2 separate regions of the Hordeum vulgare genome follow, and region 2 is linked to region 1. A link is a contact called in public Hi-C data. All regions are on one chromosome and are shown on one strand. The core of a region is the stretch at or near the end of the contact, and the rest is flanking DNA. Distances in the headings are between cores, read along the strand shown. Region 1 has its middle 48 kb from the start of LOC123424691. Region 2 holds the start of LOC123424691.

Region 1 (7,891 bases), core at 1,886-4,385:
ACCGATTTGAATCCGCTCCACTTCGCTGCCACCGCTGGATCTGAAGACTCTGCCTCCCGCATCGCCCAGTACACAAGCTCGTAGTCCATACCTCCTTCGTCGCCGCTGAAGCGCGCTCTCTCCACAAAGGATGCCGCGCGGATTACTTCCACCATGATCCTTGGCCAGCTCGCACGGTCCGGAAATCTCCCTCGAACCACACGGAGCATCTCCGCGCGGGCCTCCGGGGAGTGAAGCTCCGCCGTAGGGAGGAGCGTCATCGGCGTAGAGGCTGCGGGTGCCCTTGGTGGCGACACCACCGCCAAGCGGAGTCGCCGCACGCGGAACCTGCGTCTCTCGCTCGCCATCAGATCTGAGCGGAGCTAGCGGGAGAGGAGAGGCGCATGAAGGGGACTGGTGGGTTCTCCCGACACAGTCGCCGCGCGGAGACGAGGGAATGGGGTGGGGGAGCGGTGGAAATTGAAAGCCATTAATGGCGGTAGGTGGACTATCGCCACACGCGTCGCCCCGAGCGGTCGCGTCCTCCACAGGCGTCATCCTGTTCTGAGGTTTCCAGCTAAGTCATTCTACCTGTTTGGGCGTGGGAGAAAAACGCCAAAAGAAAATTCCAACGTGGCATACCACATGCACCTGGCAGCCAGGACCCACATGATAGATTGCTAAAAGGGATAAAAGTTGGCGAATTATCACCACATGGGGTAAAAGGTGGCAAAATTACAACTAAGAGCATCTCTAGCACACCCCGTATAACGCCAACCCGTAAAATGCGTTTACAGTTCGCGTAAAAACGGCTTTGCTCGCCGGCACGGCTGATGACAGAGTGAGACCCTACAAAATGGACCCGTGAAAAGAATATTCACAATGAGTGGGCCCCGTCGGCTTCTGCTCTCTCTTCCCGGTCTCCTATTCACGCACGATAGTGCCAACGCTGCCGAATCAGAGACCGATCGATTCGTTCGATCACTAACCCCTTTCTCCCAGCCGAGCACACCAAGGGACCAATCTTAAACTTCTCGTCTGATTTTCACAAAAAAGGCCAAACCCCGTGACCTTCATATCTCGTACGACGTCGTCGGAGTCCGCCGCTGCGAAGCACTCCACCGGACAAATTCATTGCCACCGCGGGTTCCCGAGACCTCCTTTCTCCTCCACATCGATCGCCTCAACTTCCTCCCTCTTCCTAATCTTCTAGTTCGTGCAGGGGAGCACTAGGACGACGACGACGACCCCGACCGGATGCAAATCGTTATTGCGAGCTCTGCCTGGACAGTGCCGCCGCAAGGAGACCTCCCCAAAGACCCCAAGTATGAATTTGAGATTGTCGAGCTCTTGCACGCCTAGGCGGCGCACGACGGACGTGGACGGCGGCGCGGAAGTTTTCATGGCAGTTGGGCTCCCGCCAACTGCTTTCTCTCGATACACGGCACCGTAGAAGCGGACGTGGAAACTGTGTTTTTAGAGACCATGCAAGAGGCGCTTTTTACTGTGCCCTTCAAAAAAATTACAGGTGAGAGTCGTTTACGGCTTCTATTTGAACCACGTTTTCCGCCTAAAACTATAAACCGGTGGTTATTTTACAGTTTCGCAAGTTATACGGGGTCTGCTAGAAATGCTCTAAATAGGGTAATCCGGTTAAAAATTTGTTAAATGGGACCATGTGTCAAAATTGTTAAAGTAAGGGTAAAAACTGAATTTCACTTCATTCTCTTTGAAACATTGAACGAATTATGCTCGTCTCATTAATTGAGAAGGCTGATGTTGCATAGTAAACTAAGGGCTCCTTTGATTCAAAGAAATTCTATATGATTTTTTGGAGGATTGAAATTCTTAGTATTTTTTTTTACATTTGTCCTTTGATTCATAAGATTGGATTTCATATGAATTTTTTCTATGGAATCTTTCGTACTATATTTTATAGGAAACCTAACATTTACTCCAACCTCTATTTACATTTTTTTTGTTTTTTCTGTGACACCAAACACTCCTTTCTAATCCTATAGGATTTAAATGGACATGCCACTCCAACCCTTTATTTTTTTCTATTCCTGCATTTTCAAAATCCTACAAATCAAAGAGGCCCTAAACAAAACTCATATAAAGGTCACATGAACTCAACACCCACCGATAAGGAGCACCGCTCATTGCCACCGCCTATAAGAGTCATCATAAGCAGTCACTCCTGATGACATGGTGTTCCTAAATTTACTTGGAAGACCACTGTCATAACAATTAACGACTCAGAAAACTCAACTGTTGGTTGGTGTGATCATGGAAATTCAAGAGGCACGCGCAGTCCAGCTGTCGCCGGTCATATGGTTGCTTTGCGTGTGAAGTCTAAAATAAACCTTGAGTTCATACATCTCGTTCGATTCAATCCCTCAACTCCAAATTCCTGAAATTGGCACCCTATACTCTTTGATCCCGGTCAACTCTAACCCTGAGCTCGTTTGATGCACCGGAAAAATGTCGTTCCCGGCCAGGATTGTAGTTTACTCTCACTAACATTCGTACCCGACGTATCATATTCATCTTCATGCTTAGGTTGTGTCTAGTGTTGAACTGACTTAATAAGAGGCAATTGTTTCGAAGCAAACCAGTTTCTACATGTCTAGGGATGGGATTGACTGGTATCAAAGAGTATAGGATGCCAATTTCAGGGATTGAGAGGTTAGGGTTTGATTTCGACGAGCTGTATGAATTCAAGGTTTAAAACAGACTTTACTCTTGCTTTGCGATTCACAAAGTTGTTGATTCTGCACGAGGGTACATCTAGTTTTAGGTTTTAGTTTTCGAAGCTTGGGGGTTTTGTCATCTGTTCGTATCAAATTTCAGAGGACAAAACTTGGTGAAGTTTCTAAAATTCGTCAAAACATATTCGAAAGCGGTCTTATTTGAAGCCCTCACCACGAGAAACACGGATATTGATATACAAACGAAAATTAATTGAACTTATTATGATTCAAAAGATATACAGAATCCAAACTGAAAGCCGGTTGTGGCTCACGGGGTCGTTACATACAAATATGACAGTGCGACAGGCCGTGTGGACGACCACGAGAGCTGCTGGTCCATGGATCGTCGTTGTCCAAACGTGCAACGACGCAACGCTTGATTTGTTCGCCTCGCAGTCTTCCGTGGACCATCTCTCGCAATCACACAGATCAGCTGCCGCCCTGTGGCATGTTTGCATGCCATGCATGGCAGGTAAGCGCTAGGGCCGACACCGGCAGCATCCATACGTGCAAACCGACCAAAACAGCTTAACTCCATCTTGGCAACTTGCAAGTGTAATCAACCCGGCAAACAAGTAGGGTGGTACGCTCCACTTTTTCAAAAACTGAGATCGATGAAAGCCATGCATATGCAACAACAGGCCGGCTCCAAGTAAACGTACGGCCGGGATACTATTAACTCTGTCTGCTCATTAACTGGACGGTCTCTCGGCGCGAGACACCGTCCTTAACGACCCGTTCATCACCTCATTTAAGCACTGCCGGTACAAACATGTTCATGCATGTGTGCCTGCTCATCTCTTCCGGGCAAGGACACTGCTAACGCTTATCTTGCCCACGGCCTTAATCGAAGCCATCATCAACACCAACACGGAGCTAGATCGAGTGCTTAACGACCATAACCACCGAACAAAGCCCACGGTACGACTCGTCAAATAAGAAAGCCACCGTACTACGTGCCTGGCCTCATTTTCCTTGGTTATTAGATTAGATAGATTAGACAAAGCCGAAACATTCTGCAGATGCATTAACTGGCGTTATTATGGCAGGCATGAGTTGATGAGCACACACGTAGAGTGCAGTATTCGTTGCCGCCTGCCAACCAGATCATGAGCGAGTGATTATAATACATAAAGAAACGCCAGTACACTCTCTCCATCACCGCCACTAATCCCAAACGTACTACAAGTATCTTTGTTTAACCGGCTTCGATAATGACCTTACGTACGTTGCTAATCAGTGGCTCCTGCCTGGCTATTACAATTGCCTCCACGTTTTTGGCGGAAAGGATTACACATAGTAGCTGCTGCTAGTGACTTTATGAGCAGGAATTTTGACACCTAGCTAACACACACACACATATATATATGGTTGTGGAACACTTGGGTTCACTTGCGCATGGCCGATGTCTTGTCAATTTTGTCAGCATCCAATGATTTATAGTAGTAAGCAGGATCCTAGACTATTATTCGAGGGGGGCCCGTGGTCAAGCTTAATCAGCTGGTTCCCAGCTTGCGCTATTTAGCCGTGATATGCGCATCAATCATTGAAGACAGCCCTATGCTACCAGCTAGGCCTACTGTATGACTGTATGCACCGCTATTATTCCAGCAAACCTGATGTGATTTGCTCCGATCACTCCTTTAATTCGGCACAAGCAATCAAAATTAGAGTAAGCTCACTCATATCTGCTGTTTATAGTTTTTGAGATAGCTAAACACGACCGTAAAAAAAGATAGCTAAAAGCTCATGCCGAGCGGTGCTCGCTCCTATCAATTGCACCCGAGTTCCCCTTCAAACCCTTTTGTTTGTTTCGGAATTCTTGTGAAATTTGTGTGTTGTAAAATGCTTCAACTGTTCTTTGTTGCAACAAAACCAAATTGTCGCGTCACATGGGTTGGTTGTGGTCGCCATCAAGTGACAAGATGGATTTCGGCCCTTGGGGAGACACTGTCTCGCTCAAAACTGTTGAACTGCAACTGGGGAAGTAAAATGCTAGCCAGACGCATCGAGGGTGTATCTAAAAGTATCCACTGACTATGACTCTCTGCTTATATTTTCGTGTTTTTGAAAAATGTCTAGTGCCAATTTGTAAGGCAAATCAAGATATTGGACGTACTGGCACAAGATATATTAACAGATCTACAGTAAACAGAAATTTAAACGTGAAAAATACCTTCAAATGCTACCACAGGTAGAGTTCTCGGATACTATTCACGGATGAATTTGCTGTTTGGTGTGTGAATTGAGTTTGGAGTTAAAATTTGGTAATATTAAAGAATTAATTGCATAAATTCACTATTTCTGCTCTTTTTGCTAGATCATGGTTGTATTTGGAGTTCATATTTTATGACGTTGTTTATGTATTTGTACCAGTTCACTCAATTAATTTTAAATTTAATCTTTTGGATGATTTACCATGACTTGTTAGCATTGATGCACGGTAGCATCCCTAGTCATGGTAGTACTCGATATATATTCTCTTTTATTCTACCAAATTATCAAATGCAAAAAATGTTACTTTTTTGGCACTTTGATTGTGTTACAATTCTATCTGCAAAGTGAGAAACATTAAAGAGAGAAATTCATATTTGAATAGGAAATGCCAAATTAGATTTTTGTTGTGAAAAGTTTAGACATTGTTCATGTTCTTTTCCGGTTTGTGAATGAAATTTGGGGTTGAAAATTAGCAACATGATAGATGTAGTAGGTACCAACTTTCTCTGGTTCTTTTCAAAAGAAAAATGCTTTGATCCTTTTTTCGTGAAATTTCTACGAACTTTGCCTCCTCTAAAAACGTTTCAATTATTGTTTGCTGCAACCGAATCAGTTTGTATGGTCGTATGGTTTGCTTGAGCTTGCCATCAAGTAACATGATGGATTTCGTCCCTTGGGGAAACAATGTCTCCCTCAAAATCGTTTGCGCTCGAGCGGGGAAGTAAAATGTTGGACACACACTGTTAGATTGATCTCTTCCCCAATGGGTCCAACGGTCCATTGGAACCTTGACTCATGCCCTGATCGGGGCATCCAGCCCAAGCAAGGCTGGTGCGCCCCTGTCGCGCAGTGTCATATATAGTAGGTGGGGACCATGGCACAGGGAACAAGGTTCGTCGCCGCCACTGTTTCCTCACTATAAAGTCTATGTTAGTGAAATTCACATGGAGGTTGATCCCACCTCATTTAAAGCACTAAATCGAGCATTGAGAAGTGTATGTTTGTCTAAATGATAAGAGACTATGTTAGATGAAATAAATTGGTGAATCCCGACGATGTTTGGGACTCATAAGTAATTTCCAATTGAGCCAAAACAGTAGGCTTTAAAGGGTCTACAAGGCCAATGTGACTCCAAAGGAAATATGTGAAGGTGTAAAGCGTGACTCAAATCGAAAGTTTTTGTGCAAAGAGGATGAATATATTACAATGAGTGTTAGTGGCACATCATGATCGACATCATGATCTGAGTTACATCAGATGATAGTAAAGAACACAAGGGATACTTCTTCAAGAAGTCTTTTATGGACTAGAGCAAGTCTCTAGATAGTGGCATTTAAAGTTAAAAGAATCAGATGTTATTTTGGGTCAAGGAAAATTAGAGGACAATTGTATCCATGCAAAGTTATAGAATGGGAAATTCATTTCCAAATTCCTGTGCATGTGGATGAAGTCCTACTTGCTAGTGGTGATGTCAATCTACTGCAGGAGGAGAAAAGAAGTTATTGTCCTCAAAGTTCAAAAGAATATTCTCGGTAGAGTGTCTCTCGTTATAAGTATCGAGATTCACCAAGAAAATAATAAGAGGGGGTATTAGGAATGTCGCATGGACATGCCGAGAAAGGTCTCTAAAGTATGCATGCGAGAAAACCTACGCATGTTTTTATAGTCAAGGGTAATGGAACTGGAAACTATGGTGTTCCAAAAGATGATGAGAAAAGACTGAAAATGGATATGGTACTATATGCTTCACCTGTTGGAAGCTCAATATATTACCCTCACACAGTTCACGTATATATCCGGGTTGTTTTGGCAATGTCCAGTCTATATGTAGATCAATGAAATGGAGTCAAAGATATCGGCCACATGCTAAAAGAAATAAGTGCTCTCAAAAGATTGTGAGTACAAAGACAGGACTTGTGAAATGTATAGAGAAATACACTATTGTCGCTAACTTTCATACTTGGAGTTTTGTGTGGTAAAGCTTCAAAGAATGAAACAATTATCATCAGTGTGATGCAAAGATATGTTATAGCTTGATATGAGGCTGAGGGACACGCAAAATGGTTAAGGAGACCTGTACCCGGAGTTGATAATGGTTGACAACAACGATAACCATTTTATGTTTTTCGCTCCTATGACAACGAGTCAAGTGTTGATGCCAAACACACTGACACTGAATTATGTGTTGTAAAGGAAAAAGTACGAAACTATGTACAAATACTTGAAGCATAAAAGCAACAGACAAGTGTTTGTAGATCTCCTTATTAAAGGCTTACCGCCCAGTGTGTTCATAGAGCACATAGTCGACATGGGTTTTATGGTACATTCTAAGATTTCCGGACAATAAAGGGCCCAAGGTTAAAGAATTTGTTTCAAAACAAAGAGGTACGTTGTGGTTGTCTGATTCTATCGGCAATTGAGCTGTGACGATGAAACATGTCCTACGTATTGCTCTCTTTGTGACGCCCTCGATTTAATCGTACGCTAAACATACACGCAAATGCGTACGATCAAACCCGAGGACTCACGGGAAGATATCAAAACACAACTCTAGACACAAATAAAATAACATCAGCTTCATATTACAAGCCGGGGCCTCGAGGGCTAGAATACGGAAGCTCGATAAACACACGAGTCAGCGGAATCAACAAATATCTGAGTACAGACATAAAACATGGGGTGCCTTAGAGAAGGATAGCACAAAAGATACAACGATCGAACGAGGCGAGGCCTCCTGCCTGGGAACCTCCTAACTACTCCTGATCATCAGCGGCCTCCACGTAGTAGTAGGCACCGTCGGAGTAGCAGTCGTCGGCGGCGGGGACCTCCATCTCCTGGGCTCCATCATCTGGTCGCAGCAAACGGATCGAGGGGACAAGAGGGGGAGCAAGGCAGCGGTGAGTACTCATCCAAAGTACTCGCAAGTCTTACATCAGAACTAT
Region 2 (7,891 bases), core at 1,732-4,231, 49 kb after region 1:
AGCATGCTGCTAGTCAAAACAATGAGTTAACAAAGAAAAGGTATATTAGCTGCACTCCGAACAATGAGCCAATAATCTGTCCAATTGACAATTATAAACAAACAGGATCTTATATCAATTTTGTATCAGTAGCATCTCAAATGTGACAGGAGTACATCTTACATTATCATACTGAGGAGTCACCTCTTGTGTGGAATCCTGATAGTATCCCAAATTCATCGACCAAGAAGATTGATAAGGTTCCACTGGACTGTCAGGTACATATGCATAGGGCTGTATCTCACATGACTGCGACGATATCTCCGAATTATCAATATGATTGGTATATGTTGAGAAATTCTACATAAGGATCAAAACATTATCTAGTTAGCAATTATGAGAATATAGAGAAGCATACTATATTTTCACAGAGACAAATGTAGTCAGCCTGGACAAGCAAATGCATGTATAGAACTACTGATGTGTCAACACAAAACTGAAAGAGGTAAGTAAATGACATTGATAGCTAACAAACCTCGTGGTACTCCAACTTGTGAGAATAAAATGTTTCTGGAGGTTCAACCTCAACATGCAGTGGTTGTTCACCAGAGTGTTGATTGTAACAATAAATAGGTTGAGATGAAAATGTGCTTTCTATACCATAACTGGGTAAAACCTCCTGCATTGAAATCGAGATGAGGTTTAGATGTGAAGATAACAAGCAGTCAAGCAGGATAGGGTGCAAGTAATAAGTAACTAATCATGGATTAGGATAGCGTAGGTAGTTACTGGAACATCTCTTTCAAACATATAAAAATATTAATGATTTGTTTCGTCTGTCTTGTCTAATGATCCTCTATTAATAAGATTAGTAAATCAGGCATTCAGGGAGAGCAAATATATATGCATACGTATAGTTAGACAACACTGATGTGCATGTGGCTACCTAATTCAGTAAACTGTAAAAGATCAAACAAACAATACATATGACCACATTAAACAAACAAACAGTACTACTTAAGGGTGTCCGTTAACTAAAGCTTTGATTGTAGCAATATATAGGTTGAGCTGAAATAGTATTCTCTGCAGCATAACAGGACGCTTGTGTGAAACTGAGATGGGGTTTAGATGTGAATATAACAAGCAGGGGCAGGTCCAGGTGCAAGTATAATAAGTAATGAATCATGGATGTTCTGAAAAAGGAAAGTGATGAATCATGGACTGGATTGTCTACTCGAGTTACTGAAGCATCTTTCAGAATTCAGACATACAACTCATTGATTCGTCTTGCATTTCTAGTCTAATGTTGCTCTTTATAAATGTCAAATTAATCATTGGGCAGAGCAAGTCAATATGCTGATGGTACTTAGACAACACTAATGCTCCTGTGGCGAGCCCATTGACTGACAGATCAGCACATAATTGCGCAAAATGGATAGAGTGACAAGTGACAACTAGTCACTCGCTGCTCACTAGTCAGTTGAGTGGCTGACACATGGATCATTCAGAAATGAGAAATACTCCCTCCGTCCCGAAATAAGTGTCTTAACTTTGTACTAGCTCTAGTACAAAGTTGTACTAAGCTTGAGACACTTATTTTGGGACGGAGGGAGTACCTGATACCGAGGCTCTTCCTCTCTGTAAAGATCCTGATAGCTCTGATTGGGAAACCACGTAGGTTCATCCGGAGCAGCATCAGCACTGTAAGACTGTTGGTAAGACGTGTCATACGAGCCATACGTAGAATGGGCATATGCATATGTATCCTCTTTTGCGTTGTCGTAAGAAGATAGCCACTGTCTCCGAGTACAAAAACAACGAAGGAATCGGTCAATAGAATACCGACGAAGGAAGATATATACTGTACTACGTACTGTATTTATTAATAATATGATAAGAGTATACTAAAGCATGATAAACTGAAGAATGATGCGGTGTATTTCCTCACATTGCTCTGATCGTGCGCTTCGCCGGCGTTGTGCCACTGCACATTCCCAATCGCTGGCACCTCGCCGTGGTCGTGCCACTGCTCATTCCCAATTGCTGGCACCTCGCCAGCGTCGTGCCACTGCACATTCCCAATGGCCGGCACCTCGCCGGCATCGTGCCACTGCACCCTCCCGATTTCCGGCGGCGGCACCTCGACCACCACGGCGTCCTCCACTCCCCCCTTCTTGTTGGCGTACACTGGGACCCCGTGGCAGTCGGTCCCAATCCGCCGCTCCCCGTACCCGTCGGCGTGGCCGAAGAGGAAGTCCAGCCCGCGCATGCACTGCCTCCAGTAGTCGCGCGGCCCGCACCGCGAGTGGCAGCAATGCGACCCCGCCGCCAGGTACGGCCAGCGCCGGAACACCTCCGGCGTGGGGTACACGGGCGGCCACCGCGGAGCGTCCCCGTAGTCGTGCGGCTTGGGCCAGTAGAACGGCTCCGCGACCGGCACCGGAGCCGGAACCGGCGAAAAGGGCGGTGTCCTCGCCGGCTCTGGCGATGGGACCGGCCGAGGCTTCGGGGGCGAAGCTGGTGGCGGCTGCGGCGTTGCGGGGGCAGGAGCAGTCACGGGGGCGGGCACGGGCGGCCGCGGAGAGGGGCGCGCGGGGGCGCCGTCGGGGGAGGAGATGGGGTAGCACGTGGAGGTGGAGGGCGGGAGCGGGGCGCCGTAGGTGGCGGAGATGTCGTAGCCGCCGCCGTAGGGGTGCGGGTTGTACTCGTAGTACTCGTCGTCGTCGATCTGGCCATCGTCGTCGGCGGCCGCCATGGAAGAGCGGTGCTCAGCGGTGGTTACGGCTGTGGGCGTCGGCTGGAGAGTGCCAGACTGGGGTGGCGTGAGCGTGAGCGAGTAGGCGAAGTGGGAGCAGAGCAGCGCATGTGCGGGGTGGGGGGGCGGCGGCTGGTGGCATGTTGATTTCGGGGTGATGGCGACGGCGAGGCGGTGACGGAGGAGTCGTTTGGAAGCCACCGCACGGTTGGGAGGGGAGAAGATGCCGCCGTGGTATTATTGCGCACCGAGCTCGAGGGCGTGCGATCGGAGTGGGTGAGGTGGCGGTTTGGCACCGGGATCAAAGTTTCCCTTTTTCTTTTAGGCGGCGCCGGTGGGCCGGCCCAAATTGGTCGTACCACAGGGTTTGGATCTCGATCGTGTGGGTCGTTGAATCCTCGTAAAAAAAAACGTTCACCACTATCCTCTCTTCTTCTCCACGCGTCTTTCGTTCCTGTCTCCTGTCGTCGCCTGCCGCCCCTGCCGCTCGAAGCATTGTGCCATCTTCGTCGTGCTTGTCGCTGCTCATAGCCGCCCTCGTCCATGTGTCCGTCGATGTCCACGGGGCTCGTAGAAATCAACCACAAACATCTCATCCCGACTGAAGCGTCCGGTGGATAGTTCATCGTGGAAGAAAAAGAACGGATGCAACAAAACAAGTTGTTGGTAGTAGCAATAAATAAATACAGTTGTAGTAAAAAACATCTCGCCGTCGTTGTCGCCGGTTGTAGCTCGGCATGCACGCTCGCAACAAAATTGAGTCATGACTGTAGCACACGACACCGTCGGTTTCAACAAAAAATGACACAATTGGTTGCAAAACATTTTGGTTGAAACTTTCTCAAAAACTATCGTTAAAGCTTTCCATCTGTCGGATGAAGATTTTTTTTAAACGATTGCAACATTTCATGTGTTTCAAAAACTGGTTGAAGCTTTCTCAAAAACTCTGGTTGAAGCTTTTTCATGTGTTGGATGGAGTTTTTTCTAAACGGTTGCAACATTTCATGTGTTCTAAAAATGGTTGAAGTTTTTGTAGTCATTGGATGAAGATTTTTCTATATGTGGTTGAAGCTTTTTCATCCGCGGGATGAAGCTTCTGTTAGAACGGTTGTAATTTTTGTGTATTCTGAAGTCTGGTTGAAGCTTTTTTATCTATTAGATGTAGCTTTTTACGTCCATGGTTGTAGCATTGGCGTCGTCGTTTGCAGTTGTCCTGATGTCGCCATTGCAGCTCTGTGACAGCCCGAGACCGACGATTCAGAAGATTTCCCTTTTATTCCGTTTTCGTCGTGTGATTATTTTTATTTGTCGCATCATCATCGCATCATGCGCATCATCCGCATTGCATCGGCATCCCGTAGCCGCCAGTTTCAAAACTTGCATCCGTTGTTAGTTGCCGGTTCTCGTCTTTGCCCGTTCTGAGCCCGACCACACTCGCACGCGCCTGCGACATCGTTTGAATCCTGTTTTTAGAAATGTATGTAAAAATTTCTCTGATTGGGTTGAAACTTGGCGTGCGGTCGTATTTAGATATAGGTAGGCCAACTGTCAAATTTCGTTGCAATCGGAGTCCGTCTGGTACCCGAACGGTCGACCGTAGCGGCACCGTATTCGGTCTTTCGTAGACGTTTTATCGATGTTTTAAAATAGTTGTCGGGTGCCCGTTTCCCTCTCTTCTCCGGATAACCTACACTACATGGCCAATTAGCCCGTCCCGCGTTCGGAATTGTTCGATTTCGATCGCGCGGTTGAAACCGGGGCGAAATTCTGCTAACCCTAGCCCCTTTTCCCTATATAAATACCCCTCCCCTACCTATTTGAGTGCCCCCCCTAATCCTCCTCGGGATCTGTGCCCGAAACCCTAACCCCAACAGCTACCTCTCTCTCCTCTCAGCCACCGCGGGCCTGCGAGCCCATATCTGGCCCGCCAGGGCCCGAGCCGCCACGCCGCCTGATACGTCTCAAACGTATCTATAATTTTTGATGGTTTCACGCTGTTATCTTGTCTTCTTTGTATGTTTTATGTACCTTCTTATATCTTTTTGGGACTAACTTATTAATTCAGTGCCAAGTGCTAGTTCCTGTTTTTTCCGTGTTTTTGACTCTTTTCAGATCTGATTTTGGAACGGAGCCCAAACGGAAGAAAAACCCCGAAATGATTTTTTCCCGAACGGAAGAAGTCCAAGGGGCTTTTGGGCCAAGCCAGGTGGGCTCCAGGGAGCCCACAAGCCCCCACTCCGCCACCAGGGGGAGGCAGCGGTGGGCAGGCTTGTGGCCTCCCTGGCCGCCCCCTAACCTAGGTCTTGCGCCTATATATTCCCAAATATTCCACAAAAAATCAGGGGAGCCTCGAAAAAACTTTTTCGCCGCCGCAAGCTTCCGTTTTCGTGAGATCTCATCTGGAGACCCTTCCCGACGCCCTGCCGGAGGGGACTTTGGAGTTGGAGGGCTTCTTCATCATCATCATCGCCCCTCCAATGACTCGTGAGTAGTTCACTTCAGACTTACGGGTCCGTAGTTAGTAGCTAGATGGCTTCTTCTCTCTCTTGGATCTTCAATACAAAGTTTTCCATGATCTTCATGGAGATCTATCCAATGTAATCTTCTTTGGCGATGTGTTTGTCGAGATCCGATGAATTGTGGACTTGTGATCAGATTATCTATGATATATATTTGAGTCTTTGCTGATTTCTTATATGCATGATTTGATATCCTTGTAAGTCTCTCCGAGTCTTGGGTTTTGTTTGGCCAACTAGATCTATGATTCTTGCAATGGGAGAAGTACTTGGTTTTGGGTTCTGCGATGTGGTGACCGTTCCCAGTGACAGTAGGGGCAGCAAGGCACACATCAAGCAGTTGCCATCAAGGGTAAAAAGATGGGTTTTTATCATTGGTTTGAGATTATCCCTCTACATCATGTCATCTTGATTAAGGCGTTACTCTGTTCTTATGGACTTAATACACTAGATGCATGCTGGATAGCGGTCGACGTGTGGAGTAATAGTAGTAGATGCAGAAAGTATCGGTCTACTTGTTTCGGACGTGATGCCTATAGAAATAATCATTGCATAGATATCATCACGACTCTACACAGTTCTATCAATTGCTCGACAGTAATTTGTTCACCCGCCGTCTACTTGCTTTCATGAGAGAAGCCACTAGTAAACACTACGGCCCCTGGGTCTATTCACATCCATCATTTACATCTCCGCTTTTACTTTGCTTTGTTACTTTATTGCTTTCAGTTCTCACTTGGCAAACAATCTATAAGGGATTGACAACCCCTTCATAGTGTTGGGGTGCAAGATTTTGTGTTTGTGCAGGATCTTGAGATACTCTTCCGCCGGATTGATACCTTGGTTCTCAAACTGAGGGAAATACTTACCGTCGCTGTGCTACATCACCCTTCCCGCTTCGAGGGAACACCAACGCAAGGCTCCAAGGCCACGGGGGAAATCCTTTGCATACTTTCCTAGGAAGTCCCTTATGGCGTAGCCGTAGCTGAAGGATTCGTGGTGCCGTCGACACAACTATTTCTAGCGCCATTGCAAGGGATACACAACAAAACATCAGAAGTATTTCTAGCGCCGTTGTCGGGGAGGAGAAATCAAGATCTATCCAAGTAGGTCTCACAAACTCTTCTCTTGCATTTACTTTTGTTGCCAGTTGCCTCTCGTTTTCCTCTCCCCCACTTCACATTTGTCGTTTTCATTCGCCTTCGCCGTTTTATTTTGCCTTTGCCGGTTTCTTGCTTGCTTGTGTTCTTTTTTGCTTGCTGAAGACATCATGTATGAAAACACCAAACTATGCGACTTCTCGATCACTAATAATAATGATTTTATTAGTACTCCGATTGCTCCCGGCACTAGTGCGGAATCGTATGAAATCAACGCAGCTCTGTTGAATCTTGTTATGAAAGAGCAATTCTCTGGCCTTCCTAGTGAAGATGTGGCATCCCATCTCAATACCTTCATTGAGCTTTGTGATATGCAAAAGAAAAGAGATGTGGATAATGACGTGATTAAGTTGAAACTTTTTCCTTTCCCGTTGCGAGATCGCGCAAAAACTTGGTTTTCTTCTTTGCCTAAAAATAGTATCGATTCTTGGGATAGGTGCAAAGATGCTTACATATCCAAGAATTTTTCGCTGGCTAAGATCATCTCCTTACGTAACGATATCATGAATTTCAAGCAACTTGATCATGAACACGTTGCACAATCTTGAGAGAGGATGAAGCTTATGATGAGAAATTGTCCCGCTCCTGGCTTGAGTTTGTGGATGATTATACAAATCTTTTACGCTGGCTTGAATTTCGCTTCTCGCAATATCTTGGACTCCGCCTCAGGTGGAACGTTCATGGAAATCACGTTAGGAGACGCTATAAAACTCCTAGACAATATCGTGGCCAACTACAATCAGTGGCACACTGAAAGGTCGCATGCTAGCAAAAAGGTGCACGCTATAGAAGAGATTAACTCGCTTAGTGCTAAGATGGACGAGTTGATGAATTGGGTTGCTAGTAGAAAACGCTACCGTAGATCCTAATGACATGCCACTATCTTCTTTGATTGAGAGTAGCAACGCTAGTTTGGACGTGAATTTTGTTGGTAGGAACAATTTTGGCAACAACAATGCTTTTAGAGGAAACTATGTTCCTAGGCCTTTTCCTAGTAACTCCTATAACAATTATGGCAATTCCTACGGCAACACTTATGGAAATCACAACAAATTACCCTCTGATCTAGAGAGTAATATCAAAGAGTTCATCAACTCTCAAAAGATTTTCAATGCGTCCATAAAGGAAAAACTACTCAAAATAGACGATTTGGTTAAGAGCGTTGATAGGATGTCTTGTGATATTGATGCTTTGAAAGTTAGATGCGCTCCTCCCAAGATCAACTTGGATGAAACTTTGAAATCTATGCGTATCTCCATGAATGAGAGCAAAGAAAGAACCCCCCAAATTCGCGCTAGACATTAATGGTTTAAAAGGGTGCGTTCTAGTGATGCAAATCATGAAGATCTTAAAGTGCTTGGTGTGTCTCCTCTTGAATCTTTGTTTTCGCGTGTCAAACCTACTTATGGAGGGGCTGGATATGAATCCACTTTGGTTGAAAAACGCCGCAATGATTCGGAGTCCACCTATCTTCATGATAA

What was found. Hi-C and Micro-C count contacts between places; a contact is called where the count stands out from the background.
Region 2: a Hi-C map of leaf shows a contact between it and region 1, with 1.6 times the contacts expected there. The contact joins the promoter of LOC123424691 here to the enhancer-like site in region 1. A contact is called at or near these places in 4 of 6 Hi-C or Micro-C datasets (leaf and seedling).

The regions. Positions count from the first base shown.
Region 1 is chr2H:37,265,361-37,273,251 of MorexV3_pseudomolecules_assembly, forward strand. No RefSeq gene overlaps it. Among protein-coding and RNA genes, the nearest start is that of LOC123424691, 48 kb to the right of the region's middle. Within about 2 kb of position 3,136, at least 3 of the 3 cell types and tissues checked have open chromatin away from gene starts, as enhancers often do. A contact at or near this core is called in leaf and seedling, where this site is marked.
Region 2 is chr2H:37,314,825-37,322,715 of MorexV3_pseudomolecules_assembly, forward strand. LOC123424691 reads right to left here and starts at 2,982. Exons shown (of 6, transcript XM_045108356.1): 1 at 1,928-2,982; 2 at 1,596-1,775; 3 at 515-658; 4 at 163-339; 5 at 1-6. The coding sequence starts at 2,734.